2 separate regions of the Drosophila melanogaster genome follow, and region 2 is linked to region 1. The links are chromatin contacts, called in public targeted proximity ligation maps. All regions are on one chromosome and are shown on one strand. The core of a region is the stretch at or near the end of the contact, and the rest is flanking DNA. Distances in the headings are between cores, read along the strand shown.

The links.
Region 2: a contact with region 1 is called in a targeted proximity ligation map of the Kc167 cell line, with 2.6 times the contacts expected there. A contact is called at or near these places in 2 of 107 Hi-C or Micro-C datasets (the Kc167 cell line and wing imaginal disc) and 1 of 7 datasets of targeted methods (the Kc167 cell line).

The regions. Positions count from the first base shown.
Region 1 is chr3L:16,952,415-16,956,548 of dm6, forward strand. It overlaps Ogdh (Oxoglutarate dehydrogenase), which reads left to right and starts at 2,408. Exons shown (of 13, transcript NM_168704.4): 1 at 2,408-2,629; 2 at 2,914-3,128. It overlaps Cpr73D (Cuticular protein 73D), which reads right to left. Exons shown (of 5, transcript NM_001316452.1): 2 at 2,912-3,118. It overlaps Obp73a (Odorant-binding protein 73a), which reads left to right. Exons shown (of 4, transcript NM_001347747.1): 4 at 2,466-2,528. The coding sequence ends at 2,528.
Region 2 is chr3L:17,350,283-17,353,933 of dm6, forward strand. CG7692 reads left to right here and starts at 1,540. Exons shown (of 7, transcript NM_001316448.1): 1 at 1,540-2,297; 2 at 2,850-2,962; 3 at 3,029-3,455; 4 at 3,511-3,651. The coding sequence starts at 2,876.

The DNA.
Region 1 (4,134 bases), core at 1,158-3,657:
CAATGTTGTTGTTTGTGTTAAGTTGTCAAGTTTCTAGCGCATTACCTAAAGATATAGCACCAAGATATTCTATAGACAAAATAAATAAAACCTCAGCAATATATCTAGACCCGCTAGGAGATGTTGAGATTGTGAGTACTTCTTGGAATTTGGTTATCTATTATAAAATGGATCCATATTTTAAAATGTTAACAAAGGGTAATGCGCTTATACAAAGTATGAGGAAAGTTTGCGAAAGACTTCATAGCTTTGAAGAGCAATGTAGTCTAGTCTTAGATAATATGCAAAGTCAGTTATCGGAACTTGAAGAAAACAATAAATTGTTTATGATGCAGTCTAGATCTAGAAGCAAGCGTGCTCCTTTCGAATTTATGGGTTCCTTGTATCATATTTTATTTGGTATAATGGATGAAGATGATAGAGAGCAATTAGAAGAAAATATGAAGAATTTGTTAGATAACCAGAACAACCTTGATAAACTAATTCAAAAACAAACATCTGTGGTTGATTCAACTTCTAATCTATTAAAGAGAACAACAGAAGATGTTAACTCCAATTTTAGAAGTATGCAAATAAGAATTGAGAACATGACAGAAGTTCTTAAAGAAAATTATTATGTTTATAAGGAATCAATAAAATTCTTTATGATTACGAAACAGCTACACTCATTGATTGAAGAAGGCGAAAAAATTCAAGCAGGCATTATAAGCCTGTTGATTGATATTAATCACGGTAGGCTAAATACAAATATTCTCAGGCCAAATCAGCTTAAAAAAGAAATTGCCAAAATTCAGCAGAGTCTTTCAGAGAACCTAGTAATTCCAGGAAAACGGTCAGGTACGGAACTTAAGGAGGTGTATACACTGTTAACAGCCAGGGGTTTATTCATCGACGATAAATTGATCATTAGTGCAAAAGTGCCTCTGTTTAGCAGGCATCCATCCAAATTGTTCAGGCTTATTCCGGTGCCAATTCGAAATGAAGATCGGATAATAATGGTGCATACAACGTCCGAATATTTAATTTATAATTTTGAGATAGATTCCTATCACATAATGACGGAAGCCACATTAAATCAATGTCAGAAATGGCAACTAAATAAGAGAATATGCAAAGGAAGTTGGCCCTGGAATTCAGCGAATGATAATGCATGTGAGATTCAGCCTCTAAAGCCAGATAAAGCGGCGAACTGCATCTATAAAACAGTAGTCGACTCTAAAAGTTACTGGGTAGAGTTAGAAAAGAAAAGTAGTTGGTTGTTTAAGGTTCCTGCGAATTCAAAAGTCCGTCTGCAATGTACTGGCTCTCAAATTGAATTGTTTGATTTGCCTCAGCAAGGAGTTTTAAGCATTGCGCCATATTGTACGGCAAGAACCGACGATAAAATTCTAGTTGCCCACCATAACATTCAGTCCGAAAGTGAAGAATTATTATCAACACCTTATATAGGAGAAGTTAGTGGAGTGCCGAAGATTATTTGGGATCCGCTGAAACTATCAATATTAAATCATACTGAGGAATTTGAACGATTGAATAATGAAATTAAATTTATGAAAGAGAACCATCAAAAATTGAAAGATTTACATTTCCATCATATTTCCGGACATGCTGGATTAATTATTGCTTTAATACTAATGATAGTATTAATAATATATTTCATACGGAAATGTGCTGTGCAACAAAGAATGCAAGCAATAACCTTTGCAGGTCCGTTGCCAGTACTATAAATATCAATAGTAAATAAACAATAAAATAATATAACAAATAAAAATATACAGTCCACTAATAGAAAATGTACTTCTACATAGAAAAAGCAAAATGTTTAAAATAAGTTAATTAAGTACAAATTGTTGAATTAAAAATAATATAAACCATAATTGTAATCCAATAAAATTAAAAGCCAGAAAAACTAGGCCCATTGAAATCTTAGTTGCAAAATAAATGAACATATATCAAATAAATACAGTCCACTACTGTTATAAATGCAACTAATATACTAATGTACATCTCAGCTTTGCTGGCCCTTTGGCAGAATGTTCACACATGAACACGAATATATTTAAAGACTTACAATTTTGGGCTCCGTTCATATCTTATGTAAATGAATCGAGAGCGATAAATTATATTTAGGATTTTGTTATCTAAGGCGACATGGGTGCATTGCTCAAAAACATGTAATTTAAGTGCACACTACATGAGTCAGTCACTTGAGATCGTTCCCCGCCTCCTAAAATAGTCCCTTAGTGGGAGACCACAGATAAGGTCCTCGCCGCTCAAGATAGGCAGATGTGCCCGAGCGTGGGACCTCGATAAGGCGGGGACTATTTACGTAGGCCTCTGCGTAGGCCATTTACTTTAAGATGCGATTCTCATGTCACCTATTTAAACCGAAGATATTTCCAAATAAAATCAGTTTTCTTACAAAAACTCAACGAGTAAAGTCTTCTTATTTGGGATTTTACAATGTCTTTGACTGTATATCGGACCAAATTACCGGCTACTGTCTGGATCAATACAGCAGATATTAGTCTCTGTCTAGTGTGCGTAGCAATTAAATGGTTTAGTGCAAGTTGAATTCCAGTTTTTGTGTCAGGCCGCGACTATTGCGACTATTCCTGAGAAAAACAATGTAGGTGGCTTCAAACATTGTTGGAAATTACTAAACATATGTTTCTCGCTTTTCTTTTGAAAATTTCGTTTCAATGTTTCTTAAATAACTTGATATGATTTCACGGATATTCAAAATGGAAAAGTGTCAAGCAGAAGTCAACCCAATCGTGGTTACAAAAAAATAATAATAATAAAATAATAATAATAATAATAATATCTTGAACCTATATTATTAAATTAAAGGTATCAAATGGTTTAAGTAGATTACGGAAAAATTTTGAATTCTTTACATATTACTTACAGACTTTTTACATCGCGCCTTTCATGATCTTCCACAGTGGCGCCATCTGCAGTCGCATAGGAATAAGCTCTGTATGCTAGTGTTACCGCTCACCAAAACTGTAAAAATAATCGATATCTGGCACAAAACGATAGCGTTTCGATATGTTTGAGAGTCCAGGCCGTGCGCTAGCATTAACAGTCCCACCACTAACGCAAAAGTTTTCGGCTGTAAAAACGTAAATATTTAAACTTTAAGCAAGTTTAGTGTAAAAATAATCAAATCATGTGCGTTAATTTGCAAAAAGTCTGCGGGGCTATGGTCCATTTAGACTTAGTACTGGATTCAGCGGAAAACTCGCATTTCGCGTGCTTTTCACTTGTCCCACATTCGAGGTCCGCTTTTGCATCATGTGGAATTCCAGGAATTACCATCATCGTTTCAGCGATCAATGAGACACTGCCGCGTGTTCCCCTTTCTAAAAAGTGCATTTAGCAGGCATTTGATTGGTATTTTCCAACGTTTTTCCCCATTTAATTTCAAGGACTGTTCTTATATAATTGGAAAAGTGCAGGTGGGCGTCTCGTCGGCGGAAAAGCGCTTGCGCCGGCCGCCCCAAATGAAAAGTGAAATTTCGCAATGCAAAACAAGCGACGTCGGCGACGTCACATGTGGTTTTTTGTAAAATTAACTTGCCGCATTGATGACGCAATTGACCGAGTGCCGCGTGTGCTTTTCTCCCCGCCGCCCAATGAATCATCAATCAAAAGCAATGGCAATAGCAACAGCAAACCGCAAAGAAAGCGCGCGGCCGCATTGTCTGGGGCAGCACAACTAGTTATTTTTTTCTGCTGACGGATGTGGATCATCTGCCACAACCTATCATAAGTCGGCTGCAAAGGCCCCAGATCGGGAATAGTAACCACAAAAGTATTATAGTACTACGGAACCTCTACCTCCCCCTCGCACCCCGCTCCGCAATTACTTCATGCCCTTGGACCGCTCTTCTTCTTCTTCGCCTAGAGGGGGCTCGTCCAGGGTTTTTTTTTAATGGAATGCAAAACCCCACTGAGTGCGTCTCTCTTGCCTTCTTATACCCTTTTATAGGGTATCATGGCAATTTAATGTTTTACGCCAACTACGATAATAGCTTTTATTCAGTCTTAGACTAATTGGTACACTGATATCTACATAGTTATCATTCGATAGTCAAATTACCATTTCCGCTATTTTTTAGAGCAACA
Region 2 (3,651 bases), core at 290-2,789, 400 kb after region 1:
ACTCCACAGCAGGATGCTTAGGATCCGGAGGAGAACCCTTTTAGTGCTTCATGAATATTTATGGCGACACAGCGCCTCCTTCGTTTTGTTGCTAAAAAACGAAGGATAAAAAGAGCTTCTTCAATTACAACTGACGTCCCAAAGATGTCAAGTGGGAGTGTGTGTTGCGCTGTGTGGTGTTGTGTTGTGTGTGTGTGTGTGTGTGTGCGTTGCAGCGTATCGCTTTCTATGCGGGCACATCAACAGGTTTTCATTTGTGGCCATTTGATGGGACGCCGAATAAACGATGATGGGAATATTTATGACACTCCTCTGCCGGTGCGTATAATGAATGGGCCATGGGACCCCACCCGCACCCGCACCATTGGAGCGCTGCAGAGTTCGTCCATCCAGGAGATAAGCTACGTAGTTACTAATTGATTTGGCCACTGATAAATCGCTGCCGACTCTCAACGCCGATGACAGCTACATGTGTCCGTTCCTCCGCAGCACTAATAAAAAACTTGATCGATTATGACGCTCTTTAGCGAGAAAATCAAATGTTTATAGATGATGGAATGTGCTTATTTAGAAATGAAAAAGTATTAATTATACCGTAGAAAAGGACATTCATAAGGTAATACACGAAGATTGGATGTTGGTTGCAAATTAAATTGAACAATACATATCTGTTATTAAAGTAATATTATTTCTTTTAATATTTACCTTTTATATTATCCATGCTGAAAGGGATTTTTCTCAGTGCACTTGATGGTAAGTGAATTGCAGCAGGAGCAACAGAAGCAACAGACGCCCAAACGATTGTAAATCATTTCCATTTACGTGTCTGGCCTAATTGCAGGCATCCGACGGAGACCTTTGAGCGATCCATTTGGATACGTCACCACTAATGTTTCATTTGCATGGTGACAAAGTGAATTAAATGGGTTCGCCTTAAAGGCGGAACTTTGGCCGTACAATGGGAGAATGCAGCGAAGCCCCGCCCTGACCAAACGCCTTTTCCGTTCTCCTGGACGCCACATTTGTGTGGGAATCCCTCGGTGCTTCCATTGTGAAGATGATGTAGCTGGCGCTGTTGGCAGCTAATAATAATTTGTTTGCACTTTGCATATGCCATCTGGACAACAAAGGCCGGGGCAGCCAGGACATTCGCAAGACATGGGGAACACAATGTCCCGGGGTCAAGGCAAACGTGCTTCAGAACTCTTATGTCCGTGCAAGAAATCACTGCGTTGGAATAGTGGGTGTATTGGAGTACTTATTGGTTTCGAATTTCTAAGCAAGCCAAATTTCTCATAACACATGTGCATTTATTTTTCGTGTTTTATAAGTCAGGCCAAATTCCCTTGAAAAATCATTATAACAATTATTTTTCTACATATTAAGTGATGGTAATTTTGAAAGATTTCAATGTCGCACCTTAAGATGTCTTTATGTGCTTCTCAAGACTGTATATCGATAGGCTTATATGTTAATTGCTTGTCATTTCAATAATTATCGCGTCACTTCAATAAGAAAATTGGTTAGTTGCGTTTCATTCTCGTCGAAGTTCACCAGTTCCAATTTAAATACAAAATCATTTGTCAGTCCGGTATTGTAGTGAATAATTTGCGATTGCACTTAATGTTTAACCAATAGCCTAAAGCATCAGATCAATATTGATACAATTCCCAGAGTTTTTTTCCGACTTTTTGCTGCTTCAGTCCGGTTGCACATTGCCATCCTAGTGGCCGCATCGTGGTGCTTGTAGCTCCCATGTTGCTGCTTCGAATTCCTTCAAAAATTCGCTCCTGGCAGTTCAGATGTGGCAATTGATGATAAAAGTGGTTTGGCGACGGCATCTAAACTTTTGCTGCTCTGCGCGTTGTGAACAATTTCTTTTTCCGCAGTAGTCTAGGTTATGTTCTATCAGGGCCTACAAATGTGCTCGTCGCACGTGCATTCATAGGTGGTCCCAGCTTTCAAGATGGCAAATAATTTGGCAAATCTTCCAAAATGTCCTGTTCATGAATCGAATGTTGTACATATCTGAGTGGTTTCATAATTAACAAGTTAATTACATTTTAGCTGTTTCATTACTTTTATACAAAATCAATTTCATAACTGAGTATTTAATTATTTTATAGATGAACACGTGTTCAGTTTTTGTTGGTAGTCAACCAAGCAGTTAATATACATATAAAAAATCCGCGTGTTTTCGCCCGGGTAAGTTTTCGTCGCGTTTTTCGTGTTTTTAGAAAGTTTCCAGAAATTTCGATCTTCGAGAGGAATGCGAGGTCTGTTGAAAGGGACTTAAGGTAAGTTTAACAAAAGGAAGCTGGTTTCCTTTTCCTAACATAGTATCAGGACAATTTCTATATGTACAAATGCAAAGAAACGGATTTCAACTATGGAATATTTACTACGTTAGAATTTTTATTACATTGAAAAATTTGTAATATCATACGTTTATACGTATGTATGTACGTTGATCATACTTATACGATAATATAAAAAAATTAAAATAAAGTCAACCATAGGAATAAATATCGATTATATATATAGCTAAAAAAAAATTCCATTCCTTATTGCATTTACAAAGTGCATATATTTTTGTTGTATTTTTTTCAAATGTATTGTTCAATTACTTTTGCCTGCGAGATAAATTTAAGTTGGCAACAATGGCCCTAGCGAGTTCACCTTCCCCATTCAGCAATTACAGCTAGTCTCGTGGTTTAGCGAGTACATGAACCTCGAGATAGCGCTGCCACTATGTTTAAAACCATCCACTTACGGTAATCGGCGTCAGCTGTTGCAAGCTAAATAAAACTAAGTACAAGCCGGCTGAAAAACAAATCGACTTTTCGCAGGATTGTCATGAATTAGGTACTGCGGAATGGATCTAATATTTTCTCAGGATGTGCACGATGCAGAAAAGTTCCTGGATTGTGCGGAGAAACTGGAGTACGATGAGTTCTCGGCGGTAAGGACACGCTTTGGACATATATCCTGAACTCCCTGTTTTAATGGCTTAAATCTTGATCTACAGAAAATGTTTGTATTCTGCAATGCGCACAGCGATGTGGATGTGTTTGAGCTAATGGGCAATGACCGGTTGTCGCAGTTAATCTACGGATGGGAGGTGTGCCATCTGCCCACCAGGGATTCCGAGTCCTTAAAGGACCCAGCGCTGCGTCACATGGTGCGGGTTTTAGCGCACCACTCGCTGCTGATTTGGTTTAGCCAGGAGTGGAAGACCTGCTCCGAAGGCCTTAAGCAACTATTGCTCTACAGCCTCACCAAAGCGGTGCCGTCGTTCTACCAGATTGGTGAACTGGCCAATTTCAACTGGTCGTACGTTCTGCAGTTCCAGACAAGGCCCTGGAGCCTGCCCTACCTGCAGCAGCTATTCCTTAACCTGAAGCTGAACAAACACCACGCCATCGAGCACCCAGTTCCTGCGGCATCAGGAGAAGGCAAGCAATTACTATTTTTCCCGAAGGATTTATCTAATCATAGTCAATTTCTTAGAAGTTGCTTTCCTGATACAGGAAGGGATATCTCTGGCCCTGCTGCGGCTAATACAGCTCTTTAATGCCGGCAACTTTGAGGCCGTGAAACAGCTGGCGCTTCGGATGCTGGCTGCTTGGGTGAAAGCACACGAAAATGATC